Regions from separate parts of the Gossypium hirsutum genome. Here region 2 is linked to region 1. A link is a contact called in public Hi-C data. All regions are on one chromosome and are shown on one strand. The core of a region is the stretch at or near the end of the contact, and the rest is flanking DNA. Distances in the headings are between cores, read along the strand shown.

The links. A called contact is a pair of places that touch in the nucleus more often than the background predicts.
Region 2: a contact with region 1 is called in a Hi-C map of leaf, with 2.9 times the contacts expected there. The contact joins the promoter of LOC107897098 here to the promoter of LOC107897093 in region 1. A contact is called at or near these places in 5 of 34 Hi-C or Micro-C datasets (leaf and seedling).

What each region holds. Positions count from the first base shown.
Region 1 is chrA06:32,442,235-32,448,736 of Gossypium_hirsutum_v2.1, forward strand. LOC107897093 (protein SAWADEE HOMEODOMAIN HOMOLOG 2) reads left to right here and starts at 5,206. Exons shown (of 10, transcript XM_041115751.1): 1 at 5,206-5,347; 2 at 5,427-5,524. The coding sequence starts at 5,456.
Region 2 is chrA06:32,674,528-32,681,425 of Gossypium_hirsutum_v2.1, forward strand. LOC107897098 (nuclear pore complex protein NUP85-like) reads left to right here and starts at 2,422. Exons shown (of 19, transcript XM_016822438.2): 1 at 2,422-2,951; 2 at 3,048-3,150; 3 at 3,297-3,407; 4 at 3,510-3,593; 5 at 3,750-3,821; 6 at 3,935-3,991; 7 at 4,111-4,230; 8 at 4,321-4,521; 9 at 4,620-4,730; 10 at 4,827-4,864; 11 at 5,045-5,115; 12 at 5,118-5,200; 13 at 5,476-5,577; 14 at 5,704-5,760; 5 more. The coding sequence starts at 2,575. It overlaps LOC107895647, which reads left to right and starts at 777. Exons shown (of 1, transcript XM_041115753.1): 1 at 777-1,932. The coding sequence starts at 926. The coding sequence ends at 1,672.

The DNA of each region.
Region 1 (6,502 bases), core at 3,956-6,455:
ATGAGAAATTTTAAATAACTCTGATATTGAGACTACTTATAATTAATATGAAAAAATATAAAATGAATTGAAAAAAATTGAATTGAAAAAAGATAACTTGAAACGATACTAGTTGTGATTATTATGAATTTTTTTTGTATATTAGGAAAAAAATTTTAATAAAAAAATTAATAAAATGAAATGTTAAATGAGATATGAATATCAAATGAAATGTAATTTGTAATGAATATGAAATGAAATAAAAGTTTAAATGAAAAAAATTATAAATTTAAACGAAAATAAAAACTGAAATGAAAAAAATGAAATTATAAATAAATAAATTTAAATGAAATGAAATGTAAACGAAATGAAATGGAAATTAAAATGGAAATGAAAAAAAATAAAAAAAAAGGTTGAAATGATAGAGCCTATGCCTGTGTTAGGCCTACGTCATTGACCAAGGCCTATTTGCCTTCCAATGGCCGATAATAGGATGGCATTTAACATAATTTTTTTTTTCAATTTTGCCCCTGCTCAGCCACTATGGTTCCCCATTATAAATTGGCTACTTCAACCCATAATCGCTGACCACCGTCGACCAATGACCACCGATCAACACCAAACACCTCCGACAACCATCGTTCACTGACAACCACTGCCGATCACTCAATGGATCCTAATCCTCATTTTATTTTAAATGACAACAACCACATTACAACCTATGTGCATAAGGTAAGCGCGAAGAAAAATGTCTCATTTAATTTTAAATAATCATTAAATTTAAAAAAATTCAAACATTCTAAGAAATTAATACACGAAAATATAAAAAATGAAATCTTAAATCCTAAACAACTACATTAAATTTACAAATATAAAAAAATACAAACATTCTAAAGAAATAATACAATTATTTTGAATAGTAGTTTCTTCACAATTAATCGTCTTCTGCTTGAATCAGGTCTACGTTGCATCAGTACAGGATAATTGGATAGCTAAAACGGTCAACAAAATTAAAAAGAAACAGAAAACCAGTTGCATAAACCAAGGGAAAATTAATCGTTTTCTGCTTGAATTATGTCTACGTTGCATCAGTAACCTACTTATAAGTTGCACACATAAATAATAGCACATTACATTCTGACGGATCCTACTCACTTAGGTTCAAACATAATAGATATACGTACAGATCACAAGTTGTTCATCATCAGTCTAACACATTCAGATATTGCATATATCATCCATATATCAGTCTTAGAGCATCAGATAGTCCTCTTACAATCAAATTTAGATCATAAATACATTGTGGAGGTCAGTGCTCGTGTCGAGCAACACTCATGGCCTCAAAAATAAGATTCGGATCCTATTAATATGCCACACGACTTGAACACATATTTATGTCCTTACCTGTGTGGCTCACACGGCTTAGGCACACGCCTATGTCGTCTGCCCGTGTGGTTCTAAATCATAAACAGTGAGTTATACGGCCCGAACACACGCCAATGTCCTTACCTGTGTGACTCACACGGCCTGGGCACACACCCATGTTCCTGGTCATGTGGTTCTATAGTGTAAATAGTGAGTTACACAGCCTGGACACACGCCCATGTCTTTACCCGTGTGGCTCACATGGCCTAGGGACACGCCCATGTCCCTGGCTATGTTGCTTCAACAGTCTTGTTTTCTGATAACTGAAAATGCAGAAAAAGAGGGGTTTCGACACCCACCTGATACAGACTCGATACAAGAGCAACAAGGATGAATTCTCGCCCTGGCCAACGAATTAAACTAAAATAAAGAAATCAGACCTTGTACAAAATCAATGTAATGTAACATAGCACAAAAAGAAAAGAACTTGAAACGGTGAAACCAAATTAATAAAGAAGAAAACAATAGCGCAACGTTAGAAAAAAATGAAACAATGTGAAACAAAAAGGGAGTTTTTGTTTTGGGAAAGTCTAATTAACTAAAATAAACTACTCCACAAGGCAATTCAGTAAAAACATCTCTCTGATTTTACCGAGACTCGATCCCAAGTCTAAAAGGTATGTAAATGCTTAACCATTGAACTAGTAGGTTTATTCTTATCATTAGTTTATTGAAAATAAAACTTATGCCATGCGATCAAGAGTAAGGGTTTAATAAAAATAACAAAATTTCAAGGAACAGGGTTCGAACCCAGAACCTCTAAACTAGATCAATTTCCTTGTCAATAAACTCAAAATTGAATGATGACCATACTTGGTTTCCAAAACGTAATTTCTTCTAACCTGATTTTTGGGGTGTTACAAAGAATGACATGGATAAAGTGCTGAGTCATCTTCCCAGAATTTCCATGGAAATTCTGTTGGCAATCAATCTCACCATTTGCCACGACAATTTTTCACTTCCCTTATTTTCCCTCTTCATCTTCTTCCTCTTCCTACACCCGTGTTCACACAAAACCACACATTTCCCCCCCAAGTGATAAAAGTAACAAATAATGCCCATTATATCGCAATCCAAGCTTTATTATGCAATGTTCTAAAAATATCCTAAAAATGCAAATGTATTCACTTAATTACAACCAATTAATTCTATTTAGATGCCTTAAATATAACTCTTTTCAAGAGTTATCATCTTTCAAAACGAAATTTCTCTTAATTTTTTGTTATATCAAAAAGTGAGAGATTGTTAGATTTGATGTCTCAACCTTTTGATATAACAACATTTAAGATAAACTTTTATTTATATTTCTTAAGTCACTTGGTGAAAATAATTATTAAAAATGTTGTTAAACATTTTCAAAGCATTTCAAAGACTTATAAAAGTACTCAAAAACATATTTTAAACGTGTTTTAATTTATCTAAATATTTTTGAGTCAATCCAAAATGTTTTTAAGTGCTTTAACTCATTTTATACAACTATGAGAATTTGTATCGATACTTAGAGGAAGTTCTACCAATAGAAGTAAGTCACAGAGCACTTTAAGCATACCTCTAGACTTTTACTAATACTTAAGGGGACTTCTATTGATATAAGTAAGTCAATAAGCAATCTTTGGATTCTCCTGCATCTTCTACCAAATCCTCAGATTTCTACTGATACAAATGGACTTTTATCGATACATCGAGCTCCAACGGCCATAATTTTGAGACTTCTACTGACACAAGTCCACTTATACTGATACAAGTATATCTGAAATTGCAAATAAGCTCGAATTTAATGATTCCAACAACTAGAATTCATCCCCAATGGCTAGAAACATCCACAAACTTATTCCTTGGTATAAATACAAGTTTAAGACACATCAATGCATAATAGAGACATATCCAAGCATCAAACACAAGAGAATTAACTTAGAATCTTTATTTTCTTCATTTCTCTTGTACATATTGTTGAGAGCTTATGGTAATAACTTTTCTCACTCTTAAATCTTTTTATTTAGAGTTTCAATTTGTAAACACACGGCTACTAGAGATTCATGTTAGTTTGTTCATCTTCTCTTTGTTGTAAAGAGCATACTTAAGGGTTTTGAGGTATAAAACCTTAAGTAGATTGTAAAAGGTTTCTAGTTAAGCCTCAAACGCTAAAGGGTTTTAGTTAAGCCATAAAAACTAGGAGGAATGTTCTATCTTACCGTTGTGAAAAAGATAGGGATTATAAAAGCTATACATTTTTCTTGAAAGGTAACAATTCAAGTATAGTGAATTGGGAAATCCTTGGTTGCAGTATACACTTTTGTGATTATGCTTAAGGAGTCTAAATATATTAACCCTATGTTTGGATAAATAATTAAAAGGAAAAAAAAAGTAAAGGAATGTTAAAGAAAAGATATTTGCGTAGGTTTATTTTGTTTATATAAATAAAAAGGAAAGTAAAGTAATTGAATATTTATAACTTTTATTTGATTAAATTGTAGAGATATTAAGATAATAATTGATTATATGGTTTTTTTTAATTAAGTTCATTTATAAAATAATTAATATAAAAAATTAATAAGATACAAATGTAATTTCACATCTTAAAACTAGCCTTAATTTTTTTTCCCTAACTTTTTTTCCCAATTTAAGGTAATTAAAAATTAAGTAATTTAAGGGAAAATAAGGACAATTTAACTCCTTTTATAAAAGAAACTATACAAAAAGGACAAAAATGTTAATTTCATTTCCTTTCCTTTCCTTAATTTGAATACAATCCAAATATAATATAAGTAATTTTCCATTATAAAAATGGGTTTGTGAGACTTTAATTGTGGAAGCTATTTGTTTTTCTTTAGATTCACATATTATAAGGACTCAAACTTGAAAGATAACTCCACTCATAAATAATTCTACTTGTCTTGAAATTTAATGTATTATTTTATAAGTTTTGCTTGTAAAGATGAGTAAGAAAAATTGAAAAAAAATCTAACATCGATTTGAATTGAGGTTTTTTAGACAGTTTATGAACTATAAGTAAAAAAAAAAATTTACTTCACTCAAATCAAATATTATTTTTTATTTAATTTTTATGACATAATAATAAATATTTTATATTTAAAATAATGAAAATAATTAAAAAAATATATATTTTATAAGAATTAGTAATTTGACTTTTTTTCTTTTGAAATTTTATTGTATAATGATATCCAAAAGCCATAAAATAAAATTAATCTTATTAAAATAAGTCTAATAAATCAAAACATAAAATTAATATTCCAAATTATCACCAACGATTCGAGAAATTCAAAAAACTTGAACGAATTCAACTCCCCTTTATTTGCCGGTATAAATAGGTGGAAGCCCTTTTGTTTTGGATTAGGCAAGACCTGAACCCAATAAAGTTTATACGACGACCCAAGGCCCAAATACGAACAACTCAGTAGGACGCAGCACATAAGGATGAAATTCTATAAGGGTTTAATCATGAATTTCATCTTTCAACTTATAAAAACTCAGAAGTTAGTCCCTCTATTTTTTCAGATTTTGATATTTATATTTTTTGAAAATTAAGAAGTTAATCCACATGTTGAAATTTTTATGTTTTTATTTTTATAATTTGTGCAAAAAATTTGTTGAACTGCTAATATTTCCTTAATTTTTATATTATAAAGTAATGAATTGATGACTTTTAACTGAACAACGTGACGTGATTCAATTGGATTACTATATTTTTGTAAAAAATGAAGACCAAATTTTAATAAATTAAAAATAAAAGAACTAATATTTCAAATTTTATAAATAAAAAGGATGAAATTTATAATTAGAACTTCTGAAAGATTTTTCTGTTTGAATAATTTATAATTCTATAAAAATTGAATCCGAGACTTTGAAAGGCGCTTAAATGGTCATACATACGCTGTACAACACACACAGTCTCTGAAACTTCAAGAATTTAGGGTTCACTAAGGTAAACAAGATTCCTGAATCCCCAAATCGTTTCTCAGTTGCCTCCACCAAGTTTTAAACTTTAAAGTTTGTATTTGAAGAAAGCAAAGGAACTGTTTTGGAGTGTTTAATGGATCGTCTACGCCCAAGGCAGAGACAGAGACAAAGAGCAGCCTTCTCTGGGTTTACAAAACCCGAGGTGAAAAACCATGTCTTTTCTGTTTTAAGTGCCATTTCTTCATCTGGGTAGTTATCAGTTTCTCCATTTGTTAACAAATATGTAGTTTTAGCTGTTATTTTTATTTTTGGGGGTTTATTTTCATGTTCTTTTCTTTTAAAGAAACTTATCAGGATATTGCATTCATATGCTGTTACCAGTTTATGAATGATTAGCTGAGAAATTGAGCTTTAACTTGTGGGTCTAGAGCAAATTGTTGCTTTTTTTCTTCTTCTCATATATCCATATTTCTCAATATAGAAAGCTTCCTTACTTTATTTCTTATTTTTAATATATTGTACCATGTTTATGCTTCTGGTTAGCTCTGGCATACATGTTGATGTTATTTTTAATTCATGAACATATATTCTTTTTTTGTTTATTTTCATGTTCTTTGCTTTTTAAAGATATTTACCAGGATATTGTATTCATATGCTGTCACCCGTAGTTGTTTGTTTATGAATGATTAGCTGAAAAATTGAGCTTTAAATCTGTTGCATGCTTTTTTTTTCTCTTTCATACATGCATGTTTCTAAGTATAGAAAACTTCCTATATTTCTAGATTTTTCATTATTTTTTATTATTTATTATTTATTATTTTATAAATATATTGTCCCATGTTTCTGCTTCTGGTTAGCTCCAGCATTCGCGTTGATGTTTTTTATAATTGGTGAACACATGAAGTTCGAGCTCATGTCTTTATTATGGATCGTGTATGTTATTTTTATGTAGCATTTCTTTATTTTCATAGTTACGAGCTTCTCTGGTTGTTATCAAAGGTGTATATTTAGCTGTAACATTTTTGTTTATTTTTATGTTCTTTTCCCTCAAAGAAAATTATCAGCATATTGTATTCATATGTGCTGTTAGCAGTAGTAGGTTTGTTAATGAATGATTAGTTGCGAAATTGAGCTTCAAATTGTGGGGTTTAGAACAAATGGTGGCTTGCCTTTTTTCCCC
Region 2 (6,898 bases), core at 1,172-3,671, 230 kb after region 1:
CCATGCATTGATATTCCACTTAAATCATATTCAAAGCAATTATTATGTACAAAATGAAAATAATTTTCCACTTAAATCATATCTATGGCCATTCCGAATAAAGCATTCATGCACAAATGATCTTAATATACATTAAAAGTTAAATGGTCAACCCTGCAACTCCTTACCATTTATAAATAAATGTTATATATGGAAATTGGAGACATATTTGATAGTTTCAAGTCCATCACATTACTTCTAATGACTTAATTTAATATTTTTTTACAATAAATTATATAAAAATCCAACCATTTCCCATTAAATAAAATTTGAGCATGATTGTAGGTTTCCGAACAACCCGAATATGGTGAAGGCAATTTTATTTTCAATTTGTTAATAATAAAATGTAAGATGCTCATATCTTCAAAAACAAGAGAAAGGAAAGAAATCCTAAGTGATGTTTGGAATAGTAATATGAAAAATAAAAATTATTCCAGTTTAAGTTAAAATTTTGTGAGGTAAATTGTAACGATACGACCAAGAATTTTAAAGTTTCTTAATAATTTTTGGATGAATAACTTGTTAATTAATTTTGTTTATCAAACCTTTTTTAGTTTTAATGAAATTTAAATAAAAATATATAATTGATCCCAAAAAGGAGAAAAAGTGTGGTTTGCTTACACCATGCAATAACTTTGCCTCACTCACAACCCACCATTTTTCAAACCATTCATGCCTTTTAACTTGCTTCAGAATCAACCTTGGATACCATATGCCCATATTGGCTATTGCCATTGTCATAGTATTTCCCCAACAATACCGCTATTCCTCTCTTGTCCTTCAATTTCCCCCAAAGAATCTAACCCCAAAATTCTCTTTACAAGCACCATAATCTTTTCCCTTAAAACACCACATATTTTGCCTTCACTTTTCAATACCTCCAATCATGGACCTCTCTTCTAGTTCATCATCATCCTCATCCTCATCCTCATCATCAACCCCACGACCAAACAACCATCATCATCACCTCCATTACACCAGGCTACATTATCGTTTCAAACCAACTCAACCAGTTGCTGAAAGGATAGCTCGAGCGCTCCGTCACCCGCTCTTCCTCCTCCATCGATCCGATTCCGACTTTTTCGTGTTAGGTGCTACGGGGAATGTCTACACCGTGACCTTATCTTCCACCCCTTCATGCACCTGCCCCGACCGTACGACCCCATGCAAGCACATCTTATTCGTTCTAATCCGAGCATTGGGCGTCTCGGTCGACGACGCGTGTCTCCGGAGGCGAACTCTCCGTCCATGTAGGCTCAGCCGTCTCCTCGGGACGCTGACGTTGCCTGAAGCTCTAGCCGGGGCAGGGGTACGCGAGAGGTTCCACCAACTTTTCTCTCAGAGGAAAAAACAAGGCGAGTCCGGGGGAGTTAAGGAGATAGAAGAAGGAACGGTTTGCCCCGTTTGCTTGGAGGAAATGGAGAAAGGAGAGAAGGTGGCGGCGTGTTCCACGTGTCGGAACCTGATCCATGAAGAGTGTTTGATGAGGTGGAAGAGGAGTCGAGGGAGGAGGTCGGCTAATTGTGTAATTTGTCGTGCCAGGTGGAGTACTGATCAAGAGAAGTATTTGAATTTGGCTGCTTATATTGGTCGTGACGACATTGGCGACGGTGGTAGTAGCCTATGTGGATAATTTGTTTTAGGTTGTTAGTTGTAGGGTAAAAAATTGTTAATCACGAATTCTTTACGTTTAATTATGAAACTGTTAATGGATAATATCATTTGATAATAGGGTAGTGGAAATAAATAAAAATTGACTTAAATATTTTATTTATTTAATGATGTCATGAATTTGTACTATGGGGTTAATTAGGATGAGACTTTCTCAAACTATATTCTTACTGGATGTTTGTTTGGATTTAATGTAAGTATACATATGAGATTAATTTAAAAAAAAAGTGGGGGTGCATGATAGATTACACTTACACCCAAGCTTAAAATAGACTCCACCTTCAAGTAATTATCTAAAACTAATTTAAAATAAATTTTATAATTGGACGACAATCTTTTATTTGTCTAACTTAAAAATAAGAAGCTGTTTGCTGTTTTCTATTTATTACCAAAAGTTACAAAGAATGATGAGACTTTCAAAAGTTCAAGATTCATATACGAGTGATTTTATTGGTTTTAATAAATATTATTTACCATTTCATTAGGAAAAAAAATATCAGATTTTCTTTTAATTTTAAATTAAAATTTGAGTTTGAATTTAAAAAAAATAATTTGAATCTAAAATTAATATATAAATAAAAAATTTAAGGTGTAAGTGAAATAATAATTTTAATTATTTGAATCTGAATCAATTACATTATTTTACAAAATTCAAGTGAATCTGTAATTTTGTATAATTAATAGATGTATGAGCGTTGGGAATTTTATTTACGAAACTTATTCTTACGTTAGTTTAGTTTCGCCTCGTAACCAAACACGGGTCGAATGAATCCCTCCTTTCCCCCTCAATTCAACGTTGGCAAACCCCCTCGAAAACCCTAAAGCTTTCAGACCCCCCACTCACTGATTTATTGGCAAAAGGAAATGCCCGGCGTCTCTTCTGATTCCGCCCGCGGCGCTTTGGTTCCACTTTCACCCGAGTCCCCGGGCGCGGTGGTGTATCCTCTCCGCCATGGTCTCAAGTCTCCAATCTCTAGACTCTCCATCTCATGGTCACGCGGTAACTCCCTCCGAGTCTCGGTTTTCGCCGCTCCTTCTTCCGATGGCTCCGTCAATGATGGTGACGGAGGAAAAGTAGTGGAAGTGAAGCTCGGCGGCGGAGACGGCGAGATCAGCGAGGCTCATTGGCGGAGGATCGCCTACGGTTCGGTCTCTCCTTTTGCTCTACTCCAAAGCAGGAAAAATGCTGTCTCCAGCTTGTCCAAAATGTCCATGAATTCTTCACCTTACGATGGTGACTGGTAATTGATTTTCAAAATTTCATTTTTTCTATACCAATATATCTTTGAAATTTATTTTCTTTTCTTCTGAAAAAAAATTGAATTCGCTGTTTTTAGGTGGGATTACATAATGGAGTACAGCAAGGACATAAATGCCCTTCTAGTTAATCAGAAATCGGCTTCAGTTCCGGTTCTCGATGACACGAAGTCAGTCATAACTGTGAGTTCCATTTTTTTGATGAGCCATTTTGTCTTCGCTTGGTATGAGGGATGGAAATTTTGTTAATATAATGGTTAAGCTAGAAAGTGTTAATTTAATGGTAATTTCTTTGAATTTCAAGTTACCTTTTTTTTTTCTCCTCTCAGAAAGGAGAGGAACCAACTAGTTTGAAGGCTGCGTGGGAGCTATTGGAAATGTTTTATGCAGAAAAGCCATCTCATTCATGGTTACCCGAACGCCTTGTTGATTGGTTAGCTGTAAATATCCTACCCTTTTATTTTGTTACTATAACCATTAAGTTTTACATTAGTTTGGTTTTAAAGTTGTTTGTTACTAGTAAGCAATTTGTGTCTTGGCAGGATTACGATAGCCTTTTCTCTGGAACACACCCGACAGTCCACTCAAAGCTTGTTGATTTTCAAAAAGAATTTGTTAACTTGCAGGTGTTAAATAATTAGCCTTCTATGTTCCTTATGAAGTTAACTTCTTTTATATGGTACTTCTGCAGTTCTGGAGGTTTAGGCTTGCGAGTTGTTTAACTGATATTTGGTTCTATATTCACCTAAGATGATGATATTTAATCAGTTTATTGAATGCAGGTTGTGGAGGATGATCCCAAATATTGGGAAGTTATGTCATCTGCACTTGCTGTTGGTTGGCTGAATATCGTAGTAAGTGGTTTGATAGTCTAATGTGGTTCATAGCTTACAAAGAGGAAAGCATGGTAGGTACATTTTTCTGTGGAATTTTATTATTTGATATGGTTTTTTATTCTCGCTTGCAGGTTAAAATGTTGCGCTTGCACGGTTCTTATCAATTAGATCAACTCAGCAATCGTGAGGTTGGTACGAGATTAGTTGTTGTGTATTGCATCTGAAAGTTGTAGCTCTATTTACCTGTAGTAGCATGTTTTGAGTGTAATCGAACAGTAAGCATTTTTCTTTTCATGCACACCAACAGACAGAGAATGGTCTTGTGGAGGCAGTTGCCGTTCTTATTTCAAAAATGCCACGCATGCGTTTGGAACAAGAAGCTGGGAAATTGGGTGAATGCTATAAGGCCAAGCCTGATTTTGTAAAGGTCTCTTAATTTTAATGGTTTTTTTCTTTCATTCTGCTTCATGATCCACTACCACCATAGATAAGTCATTCGAGTTTTTCTCTTGCATAGGCATGGGAGAAATGGCGGGGTCAGATAAATAAGCTGGATTCTAGTGCATTCTGGTTTCAGTGTGCTCACCAGCAGACTCGGGAGGGCTTGAGAAGTATGTTACAAATAATGCTGGGTAATGCTAATAGTCTCTGCTCTGCAACATATAACTGGATAGAGCTGTATATTTCTCACTTCCTATACATGAGGCCATTAACAGTGGTATGTATCTTCCGTGTATAAAATATATCGTAGTGTTGATAGTTTATGCGTGATAGCTGGACCCTGAAATAATCACTTGATTTCTTTTCTTATGTTAGGGGTTAGAAAGCATGTACAGCTTGGCACAGAAAAGCATTCAATTGAAACCAATGGCTTCTGCACATAGGTTGATGGGGCTTATAATTGGAATTCTTGGGGAAAATACTGAGGTGACGTATGGGGAGATAATATCAATTTGCATTCTCTGTTAATTCTCCTTTTGATTCCTTAACTTTAAATTAAATATTGCTATGTGTATTTCTCAGGTTGTATTAGCAGAATGCTTGAAAGGATTTGGTCCTTGGTGAGCTGTCATATTTGCATCTTCATATATTTCTGTTTGTTAGTAGTGCAATTTTGGAGCCTTATATGGGGTGCTATTTCAATTTATTTTTGTTCTGACAACTATAAGAGCTTATCATGAAATTAAAGCTTGGATTTCCTTGTACATTCTTTTGAGAAATATGTGTTTTCTTTTCATCAGGATGGTTGCGCATGCCATAGAGTTGTTGACTGCTGGGAGTGACCATGCAGAAATGCTTTTACATGAAGAGCGTCAGAACTTGGGGGAATAAGCATAGAGGAGCTTCATCGACTTGTTTATGCTCAAGTCCTATCTTCATTTCCATTAACTTGGCAAGTGAGTGGAAATAACTGTGGATTTCTTCATTGGTATATGGAGCTGCAGTTGTGCATCTTTTATGCATCGTATGGTTTAGGATTACCCTTCTAAGCTAGACAAATGAAATGTGGAGTGCAATTTAACCAACCTTATTGGATATAATTCATAGTAATGAGTAAATTAATACTATTTTCTATTATTATCTTTATAGTGGATAAGATGTAATATTTGAATGGAACGCTAGCGCTTTGAATAAATATTTCTTATATATTCTTTTCCTTTAACATCTACAGATTGCTCCAATTTATCTTATATCATGCATGAAGCACGGGATGATTCTGTTACAGATATTATTGTCCAAGCAACCTGTTCAAGATAATCAGTTATTGCTGAAGGTCATTGATTCATTTTTTTTTGATGCCTCTCATCTTTGCCATTATCATTTTGCTTTTCCCTATTGTGTTCGATTTCAGGGGCTTATAAAGTAGTTTATTGATGATCAAATTCTTTGTTGTATGCAGAGCATAGAGATTTGCCGCCTTTATGAACTCCATAGTGTAACTTCAAATATTATGAAGGTATAAGCATCGATGAAGGCATAATATTATTTTGGTGATGGAAAACATATAAAGCTTGGCATTTGTTTTTGGAAACAGAGTTTCCTAACCGGTAGAGAAATATTTTGTTAGACATGATGATTGAATGTGTTAGCATGTCAGTCAAAGATTCTCACTGTCCATGTTTAGATTGCTGGAGTACACCACTGGAAGCATGGTCGGAAAGGTTCTGGAGTCTTTTGGCTTCAGCAAGCTCGGGATGAATATCGTCTTAATAGGATAGCTCTGCAATTGTTTGATTCAGTTGGAAAAACAATCTCTGATGAGAGTTTCAAGGTAAATTTTATAAACAACCTCTGAAGCTTCTTTACTTTCCATTTCATGAATTAAAAGATCTTTATATTCTGAAGGTATTTAGATTATGGGATATTATTTAGTGCGTCCTCTATCTTTGCAGCAATGGGAAGGTTTAATTCAGTTATTGGGTTCAGATTCTAAGACTGCTGGTGGACTAGAGTTCCTACACAAGTAAAGAATTTTCCATCTTTGCTTACCGTTGGATTATTATGTATAATTATAAAGCACATTGCATTAGTTTCTCTTCAATATTCTGAGCCCAAATCCATAACCTTCAATGCGTCACAGATACAGAGATTTCAAGAAATCTCTTCGGCAGATTCATGACGGAAAGGCTACAGATCCTGCTCGGCAAGCTGTGGAATCTCTCATATCAGTACATATCATCTCTTATAATCTATTTCTTCAAGTTACCATCATATTATCAAAAATCATAACAAGAGCAAATATTGTTACGTGACTTTCTTTTTTTCTTTTCTTACTACAGCTTATGAAAAACCCTTCTACGCCTCAACGCTTTTGGCTGCCACTTCTTTATGATTCGGTAAGCAATGATCTTCACGAAGTTTTTTATATCTATCATGCAGTATTGATTTTTTTTTTTTCTAAATTTTTCCACAGTTGAAGCTGCTTAATTGGAAGGAACGTCCTTTGTTGAATGTGTCTCAGACAAATCTTCTATTAAATAAACTACAAGAATTGTCCATGGCAAGGCTTCGGCCGGACTTTATTGAATCTGAGTTACCACCCCAGGCCTTGAACTCTGTTAGACTAGCTCTTGGCACGAATCTTGGACGTGCAA